Linked DNA regions of Rattus norvegicus: region 2 is linked to region 1. A link is a contact called in public Hi-C data. All regions are on one chromosome and are shown on one strand. The core of a region is the stretch at or near the end of the contact, and the rest is flanking DNA. Distances in the headings are between cores, read along the strand shown.

Region 1 (2,967 bases), core at 447-2,946:
CCTTCACTCTCCGCATAACTTTGAAGGTTTTTGGACACATCTCAGTGTAGCAAAAAAATAAAAAGTAAAAATAAAATAATAATAAAATACCGCTTTAAAAAATATCAAGTGGTGACTAATTTTGCCCAAAGCGGGGGGGGACGGTTAATATTGAATCTTAATGTTCCTCATCTAAACGCTTTTTTTCTTTCTGCTAAAAACAAGTTTCGAATTAAAGCATATCGGCTTACACATATTGCATGCATATTAGCGAGACACAGCTGTGTATGTCCCCCTCTTAAGAGCCATATGATTAAGTTATGAGATATCATATAATCCAAACTCTCTTTCTATTGGTCACCTTTCGCAGACAAAAGCTTTTTCGTTTTGGGTTTATTAAATGACAGAATGTCCGACTCTGTAAATGTTCCAGTCGTTATTATGAAGCACCTGTGACATTGGTTCCCCCTAGCCCCCACACCCCGCCCTGCTCACAGCATCCATCTATAAATCGCTACTGAAATGGCACTGGGGCTGACTGGGGCCAACCCTCCACGTCTGGAACAGCTGCTGGTAGCTCAATGGCAAGGGTGGGGACCTCACTGTGGATCTGGGTCTCAGGAATCTTAGTAAATGTCAGTATGACATGCCCCAGCCGTGTCACCCCATAACTCTGAGGCAAGGGACAGTGGCCTCTTTTCATTGAGAACCAGTAGTTGAGAGAAAGAAGCTCTCGGGCTCTGAGAGATTGCTTGGCTCTCACTTCTCGTTTGTGAATCTGTGTAGCACCACCGTCTAGCAGATCACAACATGGTAACTTGAAAATATGGTTTAAATGATCGTTGCTGCCCCCCCCCACACACACACAAAGTAACAGACTCTCTGACCTAATTAAATCCACTTTTAAGAAACCAACTGGAGTGTGTGTGCCTGTGTGTGTGGTGTGTGTGTTATGTGTGTGTATGCATGTGTATTCCTCTGTGTGTGTGCGTCTGTGTGTGTGTGTGTGTGTGTGTGTGTGTGTGTGTGTGTGTGTGTATAGCCTCTATTCAGCTTTTAAAATTTCAAATCCCTCTGTGCGTGCAAACTCCAGCAGTTTCCATGTTCGGGATGAGGGACACAGAACACAGACTGTGCATCTTTTGATGTGAAACAATGTCAAAAGGACTAATTATGAGTCATACTTTCTTGAAATTTTTGTTGGCTGATGTCGCTTCTGCAATTGGATTCCTGCATGAGGCCAGCAGCTCTTGCTGGGGGGAAAGAACCTGGCACCTTCTGTTCCCAGGCCACCACCCCAGCCCTTTGGTGTTATGTAGGTCGAGCACGCCTGTGGGTTTCTAGGAAGGATCTCACTTTTAAACTTGGCATAGAAGTTACGACTGGAGAGCAGTGCTTTGGCGCAAAGATCTGTCTACACTGTGCGTGCTGAAAGAGGAAATGAGGTTACGGAGGGGAAGAGAGAAGAGCATCTAAAGAAGGTTTCTCGGGACCTCAGGTCAGCCTCAAAAGCTGTTCCTGCAGCCCAAGCTCTTCACGGGAATGCCTGCTGCTCCCAGACTCTGAAGGCAGTGGCTGGCAGCTTTCTCAGGGGTGGCCCTTTATCTGAGTCCAGGGAATGGAGGCCAGAAAGGAAGCAGATTCCACCTGGGGCTGAGCCCACAATGCTACCTGAAAACGAGGGAGCCTCGGGAGAGCAGAAACACAGAGTTAGACACAGGAGCAGGTCAGAGACACAGCACAGGGATGAAAGCGAAGGAAACTGTCCAGGTTAGAGCTGACCTCAGATGAAAGACTTCCAGAGGAGCTCGTGGGAAACGTTACAACTCCCTACGACCCATAATGGGAGCCAGATTCTTCTCCTGCTGGTTGTCAAGGAAGCCTCAGGACCTCCCACCTCCCCTGGAACAGCTGAGGGTCAGCACTCTTGGCACTGGATTAACTGCTATGAACCTGTGGGGGCAAGGAAATACCAGTTCCTGAACCAGGGACTTAGCAAAACAGTCCTAGAAACCGAGTTTATGGTGCTTTCATTTTTTCCTGTGCTAGCTACTAAACTCAAGAGTCTTGTGTGTGTGAAGCACGCTTTTCTACAACCTAATGAAGTTCTCAACCTGGTGGCACACAGCTATAACCTCAGCAGTAGAGAAGCAGGGGCAGGAAGACTGAGAAGTGGAGGCTAGCCTGGGCTATGAACTGAGATCCTAGAGAGAGACACAGAGAAAGACAGAGAGATAAAGAAAGACAGAGACAGAGACACAGAGACAGACATACAGACACATACAAAGAGACAGAGACAGAGAAAGACATAGAGAGGGACAGAAAGATAGACACAAACACAGAGGGGAAGACAGAGACAAAGACAAAGAGAAACAGACACACACACAGAGACAGACACACACAGAGACAGACAGAAAGACAGAGACAAGCAGAGACAAAAAGGAAGATGCAGAGAGAGAGAGACAGAGACAGACAGAGACAGAGACAGAGACAGGGGCAGACATACAGACACATATACAGAGGCAGAGACAGAAAAAGACATAGAGAAGGACAGAGAATACAGAAGAGGGAGACAGAGAGAAAGAGAGACAGACAGACTCACACAGAAAGACAGACAGACACACAGAAAGACAGAGACAAGCAGAGACAGAAAGACAGATGCACACACACAGAAATAGAGAGATGGAGACACAGAGACACAGAGACAGACATACAGAAACATACACAGAGGCAGAGACAGAGAAGGACAGAAAGATAGACAAACAGAACGGGGAGACAGAGAAAGAGAGACAGACACACAGAGAAAGACACACACACAACACAACACACACAGAGACAGACACACACACACACAGAGACACACAAAGAGACAGACAGAAAGACAGAGACAAGCAGAGACAGAAAGACAGATGCACACACACAGAAATAGAGGAACAGAGACACAGAGACAGACATACAGAAACATACACAGAGGCAGAGACAGAGAAA
Region 2 (3,126 bases), core at 401-2,900, 560 kb after region 1:
CTATCCACTTATCCACTGGATCCACTTATGCCTATATCCCAAAGTTCCACAGAAGTAGAGCCCAGGTCTGCTCACTACTACTGTTCGGATTTCCAAGTAAATACGTATTTTTCTGAGACCGTTTCCTGTATCTCAGGCCAGCCTCATACTCACGGTGTAGCCAAGGATGTCCTTGAGTGTCTGCCTCCACTTTCAAACGCTGGGATTACAAGGCATGCGTCATCTTGCCTGGTTTTATATAAATACATGTTTCTCCCTTGTCTGAATCATTAGGAATCCAGCAACGTAGAAGCAGACTGCTGCTTCTCTCTAGCTCCCTGTCCCCCAACCCCCACCCCAGGACATCTGCTTGCTGGAGCCTTCCCAGAGAATGGGAGGAACATCCGGGCGGTTGGGCAGTGCCTGGCAATGGTATAATGGCAGAAGTGTGCACCAGTACTGGTCACAGGGAGGGTAGCACACGGCCCCCTTCACGGTGCAAGATTGGTCTCACCCTTCCACTCTTCCCAGACTCACTACTGAGCATGCACCACAAGAGTGTGCCTGGCCATCATTCATGCGTGAAGTAGACATGCTAGTTCAGGAATGGCTGGCACATGGCTGCCAGCCCCAGGGGCAGGCTGAAGTATCACAGGTTTACCTGGCCAGTGGAGAGAGGGGAGGAAGGAAGAGGAAGAGGAGAAAAAAAGAACAAAGAGGCAGCAGAGCAAAGGAAGGAAGGAAAGAAGGAAGGAGAGAACGAGGGAGGAAGGGAAGGAGGGAGGGAAGGGAAAAAGGAAAGAGAGAGGAAAGGGAAAAGGAATGGAAGGAGGGACAGAAGAAATGGAGCAAAAGGGGATTACAAAGGATGGGACTGGCACACACCATGCAAGATTTCTGAGGCCCTATGCCTGGAACATTGTTCAGGGATTGAGAGCTTGCCCAGCACCTACCAGTATTTAGGGTTTAGGGTCTGCCTATATACACATTTGCATAGCAAATGAGGCCCAAAATTCCATACCTACAATACATGCATAGCTCTCCACTGAAGACTTCTGCTGTCCCTGTAACAGCCCTGAGGACACCCTACGTTCTCTGGCTCTCTCTCTCTACCCCTGGAATCCACTGTCTCTACTAGAAGAGAAAGTAAAACTGGAGACAGTGGGGCCTCCTGACCCCGGGGAGGCTTACCCGCCTCTGAGTCTCTGTTCACTTGGAGATCCTTGCTGTATTCAGCCTGCCAGTCCACTAGAGGCCAGTGACACATAAAAAGGCCCAGGACCACAGCAAAGCTCCCCAGTGGACACAGGAAACGTGACCTCGCCCACTGCAGCACTGACTGGCTCACACGTGCGACCCGTCCCAGCCACACAGCCTTCTTCATAGAACTCAAGAGAACAAACAGGAAAATGGCTCAGGAGGGAAGACTAGGGTTGGTCGGCTGGAAGAAGGCAAGGATGGAGTGTACATGGCCCCCAAGCTTTCCCTGAGGGGACGAGCACCCAGAACAGGGCTCGACAGCGTTTTCAAGATTCAGTCTGTGTGTGTGTGTGGGGGGGGTGGCTCTGTGTTCTACGATTCAACCACCAGAGACGCGCCGCCACCTACACCACACCAGAGGCACGGCAATGGGGTGCACCCCAAAGAGCACAGGGCAAGACACCCTACTCTGTAAGGCAGCTGTCAGTCACCGGCTCAGCCGCTCTCCCTGACAGTCTTGATGAAGTGTGGACAGCTCTAGTTTCCCCGCAATCTAGAGGATGAAGAAGGGATCACCCCCGCTAACCTCTGAGAATCACTTAACATGTTCCCACTGCAAGCTGATGCCCACTGTCTCCTGAGCCCTGAGATCCTGGGTCCCAGGCCCTGCCCCCTGCACATTCTATACATTTGTTTATATGGAGCTACGGTGTTCTCTTGATTGCACAACATTGCAGCCTGCTGATGAGGCTTGCTGTTGACATTTCAACATAGCTGGCTTTTGTCAATTGTGGCAGCCTACGAAATTCTATCTTAAGGGCTGCTCTTTATTAAATTTGCAAGACACAAAACTGTGGCCGATAATCGGTCTCCTTCCCTTCGCAAATGCAGAAATCACGCTCAGTGACTGCGGAGTAATTAAAATGGGCCCTTCCACTTGGACAAAAACACACAATGGCCAGAGTTTTCACAAGCGCTGGGATATCCGACATTTGACCGAATGAAACATTTTCTGTCTATTTCTCAACCGTTATCAGCACGCAGATCTCGGGGAGGCGGCGTTCAACTCAGGGGGTCAGGGAGAGAGGCAGGCAGCAGGGGAGAAATCTGAGAAGCTCGCTGACAGGAGCCTCCTTGTCCTAGGCTTGACCAAACTTTGTCACAGAACCTTCTGTGCAACTCTTTTATGTGCTATCGGTGACATAATTCCTATTTTTTTCCCCAGCCATTATATATGATAAATAAAACAATACTCCGAAAACACTGCGATCTCTCATCAATGTCACTGTGAAAAGGGCCCAGATAAATGAGTCCTGGAACCACAGGCAGATGACATGGCTGGCCATGTATCATCTTCCATGTATCGAACGTAGTCTTTGTAAAGATAGAACGGTAATAAAGAGTGGTATTGTGTGCTCTGAAAGGCTGTGTGGGTCTGTGCATGACTAATCTGTCTTTCTGCATTATTTTATTCAATCTTCTCTGACTTTATGCCTTTGACATTTTTGCTACACTCAGTAAATTTGAGTGAATAGGCAATTTTGAAGAATTTTTATAGGGCTTCAGAGAAGTCATATGCAGACTGCATCTTTGTTCAAATTTAACAGTTTAAATATTTCCTTTGTCTAGGGTGCAGAGTAATCTTGAGACGGGGGGGGGGGGGGGAAGGAATGCTTTAACCTTAAGATTTTTAACAATGTTGCCTGACATGGTTTAATTATTTAAAAACAAAAAAATTAAGCAAGAGCAGGCTCATAAGGAAGGCTCTTCCCAGCTTATTTTTTTTAGGTATAATTTTATCATTATTATCAACAGAAAGCTGGCTGTTCTAAAAATCAAGACATTGTTTCTTTCCCCAGAATCCAGAGACATGGAGAAGAAGGGGTTGACTCTGAGTTGGAGTTCAGAGAGGATTCACTGGACCCACGTCCAGCTGCTTCTTACAAG

Evidence for each region. A called contact is a pair of places that touch in the nucleus more often than the background predicts.
Region 2: a Hi-C map of Schwann cells shows a contact between it and region 1, with 7 times the contacts expected there. The contact joins two enhancer-like sites. A contact is called at or near these places in 3 of 12 Hi-C or Micro-C datasets (the A7r5 cell line, Schwann cells and frontal cortex).

Annotation. Positions count from the first base shown.
Region 1 is chr1:99,195,060-99,198,026 of GRCr8, forward strand. The region is part of intron 6 of Zfp536 (zinc finger protein 536); the gene reads right to left. Among named protein-coding and RNA genes, the nearest start is that of Zfp536, 400 kb to the right of the region's middle. Within about 2 kb of position 1,697, at least 2 of the 93 cell types and tissues checked have an H3K27ac peak or open chromatin away from gene starts, as enhancers often do. A contact at or near this core is called in Schwann cells, where this site is marked.
Region 2 is chr1:99,758,406-99,761,531 of GRCr8, forward strand. No RefSeq gene overlaps it. Among named protein-coding and RNA genes, the nearest start is that of Uri1, 81 kb to the right of the region's middle. Within about 2 kb of position 1,651, at least 2 of the 93 cell types and tissues checked have an H3K27ac peak or open chromatin away from gene starts, as enhancers often do. A contact at or near this core is called in Schwann cells, where this site is marked.